Linked DNA regions of Mus musculus: region 1 is linked to region 2. A link is a contact called in public Hi-C data. All regions are on one chromosome and are shown on one strand. Each heading gives the region's core, a stretch centred on a gene start, on an enhancer-like site or on the middle of the called end of the contact. The rest is flanking DNA. Distances are from core to core; before and after follow the strand shown. Region 1 has its middle 33 kb from the start of Gm46508. Region 2 overlaps Nipbl (NIPBL cohesin loading factor).

Evidence for each region. A called contact is a pair of places that touch in the nucleus more often than the background predicts.
Region 1: a contact with region 2 is called in a Hi-C map of olfactory sensory neurons, with 2.8 times the contacts expected there. The contact joins two enhancer-like sites. A contact is called at or near these places in 1 of 15 datasets of contacts at CTCF or cohesin (pro-B cells), 14 of 484 Hi-C or Micro-C datasets (the 3T3-L1 cell line, B cells, the C10 cell line and 9 more) and 5 of 115 datasets of contacts at active chromatin or transcription factors (acute myeloid leukemia, astrocytes, bone marrow-derived macrophages and 2 more).

The regions. Positions count from the first base shown.
Region 1 is chr15:8,613,563-8,616,955 of GRCm38.p6, reverse strand. No RefSeq gene overlaps it. Among named protein-coding and RNA genes, the nearest start is that of Gm46508, 33 kb to the right of the region's middle. Within about 2 kb of position 1,250, at least 11 of the 459 cell types and tissues checked have an H3K27ac peak or open chromatin away from gene starts, as enhancers often do. A contact at or near this core is called in olfactory sensory neurons, where this site is marked.
Region 2 is chr15:8,382,817-8,386,177 of GRCm38.p6, reverse strand. The region is part of intron 1 of Nipbl (NIPBL cohesin loading factor); the gene reads left to right. Among named protein-coding and RNA genes, the nearest start is that of Nipbl, 60 kb to the left of the region's middle. Within about 2 kb of position 1,652, at least 2 of the 459 cell types and tissues checked have an H3K27ac peak or open chromatin away from gene starts, as enhancers often do. A contact at or near this core is called in olfactory sensory neurons, where this site is marked.

The sequences.
Region 1 (3,393 bases), core at 1-2,500, 230 kb before region 2:
TGACATTTATAGGTCTCAAGGTTTAAAACTTGGTGTTTTTGAGGACTGTAATTCAGCCCACTAGAGTACGTATCAAAAAATAATGAAGCTTTTCATCTTAAAATGAATCACACACACACACACATTACTCACAATATCAATGACCAAAGTGCCTATCACACCCTATTTATGTTAATTAAATTAAGAGGAAACTTTTCTGGCAATTCTCTGTTCTCTACTAACCCTCATCTTCCAATAGCTCTCTTTCCTCGGAGAGACTCGATCTGGTTCCCTTTGAGGTCGTCTTAGAGATGTGGGGGGATTCCAGTTAAATCCTGCACTTTCAGATGCTGTCTTTCATTGCCCCACGGGTGAGGGTTTCAGATGCTGTCTTTCATTGCCCCACGGGTGAGGGTCACCTAAGTCCCAGTCTACCAGCCCCTCCTGTCCCATTGCACTGGGGATTCCAGCCTCTATGGCAGAACAACTGACGAAATCTCCTTCGCAGATGATGTAAGGCCAGGCTCTCGGGGCCGTGCCTGAGCAAGTTGGCTCCGTACTCCTGCGTGACAACTGGTCGCTTTCCTGTGGAACATTCACGGGTCCCCAGAGCCCTGGCTTTGCAAACAGCCTTCGGAACTTTACCTATGAAGCAGAATTTTGGAGAATGCTATGTACAAGCCAAGGTAAAGCACAGTCCAGGAAGGAGAAAAAGACCAAACCCAGCATCAGTTGTCTCCATCCCAAAGGCTGGCTCTGGCAGACCGTCTGGGGGGGGAGGGGGGGGGCTGGGGAATTCAGTGTAGAGCCGTGGTACTTTTGCTCTCTCAAGTGATCAGGCATTGACAATGATGACTAATACCAAACCTACCAGGAGAAGTTGAGTTCACAGCTCAGCACCTGGCTGTCTCTTACTTTTACTCACCGGTATCTGTTTTACTGCAGAGAGGGAATCGGCTAAATTTCAATGTGAAACAAACAACCGCTTCCAGAACTTTCATTGGCTGCCAGTAATCGTTACTCAAGGAAAGACTTTTTAAAATAATAATGAAACATAACCTCAATTCCCCATGGTCTGCCTGCCACTTTTAATTTTCCCAGTGGCCAGCATCGTATTTACCAAGCCAAGCATGAAAATATTAAGAATGTCAATAATTTTATTATTTGCAGCGTTGACAAAAGACATAACGGAGCAATTAAAGCCCATCCTCCAAGAAGGCTGTGCTGAAGAGTGAGGGAGCTGACGGAGCCAGGGTGTCCACTTAGCGCCTGGCAAGAGGTACTGGCTTGATTAATGGCAGCTACCACTATTATTAGCACAGCAGTGGGGCCCACATGGCAACTCTATGCAGAATTAGGAAAGGGAGAAGTATGAAGGAGAAATAAACAGTGAGAGGCAGGGAAGAAGAGAAGCCAGCTAAGAGAGACCACCAGAAGGGCCCTCCAAGCTTTCTCAGTATAAATATACCCAGGAGGCTCCACCCAGAATGAGCACTAGATGCCACCAATCGAGTTTAAAATGTCATAGTTTTCCTTCATATCAGAAAACATAGTCTAAGGCTGGAAATGCAATTAGCCCTGTTTATTTTCTTCTCTTAATAAAAACGAAAGTCCCAGGTGGTGATTATTTTTCCACCTACTACCACCCCTGAGATTCAATCCTGGCACCGTGGCTTCATGGGCCATTTACCTATCTGTAATGCTTGGAAAGTGAAGTTCATCGGGTAAGGCGCCTCCCTTCTCACGAGGCAACCAAGAAGCCCTTGATCGCCATAGTGAAGTGGATGGCATTTGGGTCACCCCTTCACCCCTCCAGCCTGTTGGTGTGCTGGAGTGAGATAAATAGCTGGTGTTCTGCTCCAATTTTTCTCTGGGGGTGGGGCTGGGTATTAACCATTGGTGTTCTAACGTTCAGTGTGTCAACTGTTGGTCCACAGAGGATTTAAAGAGTTTCTCAGCATCAACACACACCACTACTATGATAGTGTGTAAGCTGGGGTAAAGACCAGCAACGTATAAAAATAGAAAATCAAGACTGAAGAAAATCCCTGGTCATCACAGGTGCTACAGCTATGCTTCAATTCAACCGGAGAAAGGGGTTTCCAGGCAACCAAAGTGGTATCGCAGGAACTGGACCCAAGAGGCTCACCTCAGACTGGAGAGCAAGGGACATCAAGAGTCTCCAGCATCTCAAGGAAGACAGCAAGTGTGTGCACACAAGAGCACAGCCGGTGTGGGGCAGGGCTTGCTCCTGACCTGGTAGACTAACCTACCCTTTTTCTTCATCTACGTGGCTCCAGACCCATATTGAGGACTAACCTGCTGATAGAGATGCTGGTGAAGGGTGGGTCCAGATGCTTTTGACATCAGGTGGGCAAAAGAACAGAAAGAACTTCTGTAAGCTACTGGTAGGCAAAGCCAGGGATTTCCTGGAGAAACACTTAGCCCATAACATGTCAGCAATGAAGTGCTAAGTTCCCAGCATCCAGTATCAGGGGTCATAACTCTAACACTCCTGACATAGAAAATGTTCAAAGTACGTGTTACCAGTCATGCAGCCATGTACAAAAAAAACCAAAAACAAAAAGTCTCAAATGTGCTCTCATGAGGAATAGCTTCCCCCATGAACCTGTCTGGGTGGATTACTGAGCAACAGCCCCCAGAGGGGGTAGGTGAGCCTGCAGCAGATGGAGACTGGCTGTGGAGTAAGGCACTTGAGAGGGCAACTGCCAAGAATGCTTTTCGTTTTACAATGGTTAAGCCAGGTGTGGTGGTACAAAGCTGTCATCTTGGCACGGGAGGCTGAGGCAGAGAGTGGGGAGTTCAAGGCCAGTCTGGGGTGAATACTGAGACCTTGTCTGTGATGGGGCTTTTACTCCTGAGTGGCTTTAAAAAAACTAAAAGAAAAGCAGCTAGTTTTGAGGATCCGTTATTTGTGGGAGGGCTCCCTGATCTCTAACAAGAGCACACAGGTGGACTAACAGGAAGGCTTATATGTTTCCATTCTCCTTGCCTCCAGGAATTCAAGAGCTGTTTCTAAACATCAAAACATTGTGATACAAATTTGGACATAGTTCAAAGTGGCAACAGAAAACAATCCCAAGAGATCCTCTAACGCCAAAGCGACCTGTTCCAGCCAACTATGCTTCTGATATTCAGTGCAGAGAGCCCACCCGATCTGAACTAACAGCACAACCATTTCAAAAAGCCATGGACTCTCCATTTATCTCTTCTGATTCAAAAAGTATAGAAGAGGGATCCCCAGGTATTTGTTCCCCACACCCTCGTGCGTTATTTCCTCAGAGTCCGTAAAACAAAGTCGCATCCTAGTCCCTGGAAGCTGAAAATATGCTAGAGCTAGATTACGTGGCAAAGGGAAATTCTTGGCCTGTCTGGACCAACTACACCAAATTC
Region 2 (3,361 bases), core at 403-2,902:
AAAAAACAGTTAAAACTTGAATGTAGAAAACGTGGGTAACAACAAGAGCCTACTGACAGGAGCCTGATACAGCTGTCTCCTGCAAGGCTCTGCCAGTGCCTGGCAAATACAGAAGTGGATGCTCACAGTCATCCATTGGAAGGAGCACAAGGTCCCCAATGAAGGAGCCAGAGAAATACCCAGGGAGCTGAAGGGGTTTAAAGCCCCAAAGGAGGAACATCAATATGAACTAACCAGTACCCCCAGAGCTCCTTGGAACTATACCACCAATCAAAGAAAACACATGGTGGAACTTGTGGCTCTAGCTATATATGTAGCAGAGGATGGCCTAGTGGCCATCGGTGGGAGGAGAGGCCCTTGGTCCTGTGAAGGCTCTATGCCCCAGTATAGGGGAATGGGAGTGGGTGTGTTGGGGAGGAGGGGAGGAGATAGGGGATTTTCAGAGGGGAAACTAGGAAAGGGGATAACATTTGAAATGTAAATAAAGAAAATATCTAATAAAAAAAGAAAGAAAACATGGGTAAGAGCAATTAAAGAAAAATGGAGATTAGTCAAGATCTACATACATTATAGATCACAAGAATCAGTATTATAAACATATCATTTGTATTCTAATTAGTAGGTATACAGTTTATATAGATCAGTAGTTCAGTAAACCTTTCAGAAATTGTCAAAATGGGCCTGGCGTGGTGGTGCATGCCTTTAATCCCAGCACTTGGGAGGCAGAGGCAGGCGAATTTCTGAGTTTAAGGTCAGCCTGATCTACAGAGTGAGTTCCAGGACAGCCAGGGCTACACAGAGAAACCCTGTCTCGAAAAACCCCCAAAAAAGAAAAGAAAGAAATTGTCAAAATGATTATAATTTATTTGTAGATAAAACAGAAAAACTGAAATTAATTTTATACCTCACATTATGTAAAATACAAAAACAGTGGGAGATATTAAATTAAAGTTCATATTAACTAGAGAATATGAACTTAAATATGAAGTTCATATTAACTAGAAAGTTCTTATAACACCAAGAAGTACTACTTATAAAACAATAGATTGATGAATTAGACTTCATCAAATTAATATTCAGTTCTTCAAAGACATTAGTTGAGAGAATGAAAAGCTGAACAAAAAGCACAGAGAAAAGATCTGCAAATATTTATATTTGAAGTTTAATACAGGGCTGGCGAGATGGCTCAGTGAGTAAAAGCACTCACTGACTGCTCTTCTGAAGGTCCTGAGTTCAAATCCCAGAAACCACATGGGCTCACAACCATCTGTACAACTACAGTGCTCATATACATAAATAAATCTTTTTTAAAAAGTTTTATACAAACTGTTCTCAAAGTCTGTATCTAGCCTCCACTCTAGATTTACACTTAAACACACACACACACACACACACACACACACGAAAAATAGGCAGTTGAAGTGTGTAGAAATCAGAGTTGTACGTACTAACTGGAGTTAGCAGCATAGAAGTGCTGATTTGTTTGTTTTTTAAACTGTAGCCTGAAGGAGATCTCTAGGGGAATGAGGGCAGGAAGATGCAGAGGAGCAAAGTAGGAATCCAGGAGGAGGGAGGGAGCATGCACAGTCTGTACTGTTGTTTTGGGAGACGAGGAAGAGAATGGTCAGTTGTAAATGTTGGGACAAGTGATGAGGGCCTGCGGCTTGCTTGTTCATTGAGTTAACAATGTCGTTTTGATGACTGACTGTTGTGAGGCATTTGGAGAAATGGTGTGAGTGAATATAGAAATGTTCAAGAAAAGTTGAGATGAGGATAGACAGCTGAAGAACCTTGTGAAAATAAATAGGACTACTAAGTAGTAATTGGGGGAATCAGGTTTTTGTTTTGTTTCATTGGGAATATGGAACATTAATACCAGGTACATATGTCTTGCTGATTAGAATGATTCAGTAATAAGAAAAATTGTACAAAAGGCTTGCTTGAATGGTATCTTTAGATCAGAGAGAGAGAGATTATGTGCATGCAATATATGATGGTTTTGTGCATAGTCTGTAGTCTTTCAAAGTTTTTTGGGGGGTGAGGGGTAATTTTCTTAATGATGTTAAATGTATATGGATGTTTTGCCTACATGCATGTCTGTACACCTTGTATTTGGCTGGTGCCCATGGAAACTAGAAGAGGGAATTAGGTCCCTTGGAACTGGAATTAAAGATCGTTTTAAGCGTCAATGTGAATACTGGGAATCAAACATGGGATCTTTTGGAAGAACAACCAATGTTTTTAACTGCTAAGCCATTTCTTCAGGCTTTGATCTTATTTCTTTTTTTTTTTTTTAAGATTTATTTATTATTATATGTAAGTACACTGTAGCTGTCTTCAGACACTCCAGAAGAGGGGGTCAGATCTTGTTATGGATGGCTGTGAGCCACCATGTGGTTGCTGGGATTTGAACTCTGGATCTTCGGAAGAGCAGTCAGGTGCTCTTACCCACTGAGCCATCTCACCAGCCCCTGATCTTATTTCTTTAACTAAAATTTACTAAAATATCTGAATCTGATCCCATTTGTTGTCCCAGTAAGATGTATTAATTAATGAACTGTGTACAAATCTGTGCCATATTATGATCAAAAATCAAAGTAGCCAGTTTCTTGTAAAGGTTTGTAAGTCAAAGGTGGGCATGACAGTGCTTTCTTGAGTTAAAAGTTAGCTAGGGCAGATATTGAGAATCTGCCTCCAAAATATAAGAGGGAGGGGGAGGTGAGAAAGGAGGATCTTTTTTTTTTTTATTGATTATTTTACTTATTTACATTTTAAATGTTATTCCTGCTTCCTGGTTTCCCCTCCACAAGTCCCCTATCTCACCCCTCTCCCGGCTTCTATGAGGGTGCTCCCCTACCCACCCACCCACCCACTCACTCCCGCCTCACCGCCCTAGCATTTTCCTCATTGGGGGATCAAGCCTTCACAGAACCAAGGGCCTCTCCTCCCATTGATGATAAGGCCATCCTCTGCTACATATGGGACTAGAGCCATGGATCCCTCCATGTGTACTCTTTGGTTGGTGGTTTAGTCCCTGGGAGCTCTGGGGGGTCTAGTTGGTTGATATTGTTGTTCTTCCTATGGGGTTGCAAACCCCTTCAGCTCCTTCAGTCCTCCCCCTAACTCCTCCATTGGGGACCGTGTGCTCAGTCCAGTGGTTGGGTGCAAGCATCCGAGTCTGTATTAGGCTCTGGCAGGGCATCTCAGGAGACGGCCATATCAGGCTCCTGTCTGCAAGCACTTCTTGGCATTGGCAATGATGACTGGGTTTGGTGGCTGCATATGAGTTGGATCCCCAGGTGAGGCAGTCTCTGGATGGCCTTTCCTTCAGTCTCTGCTCCATTCTTTGTCCCTATATTTC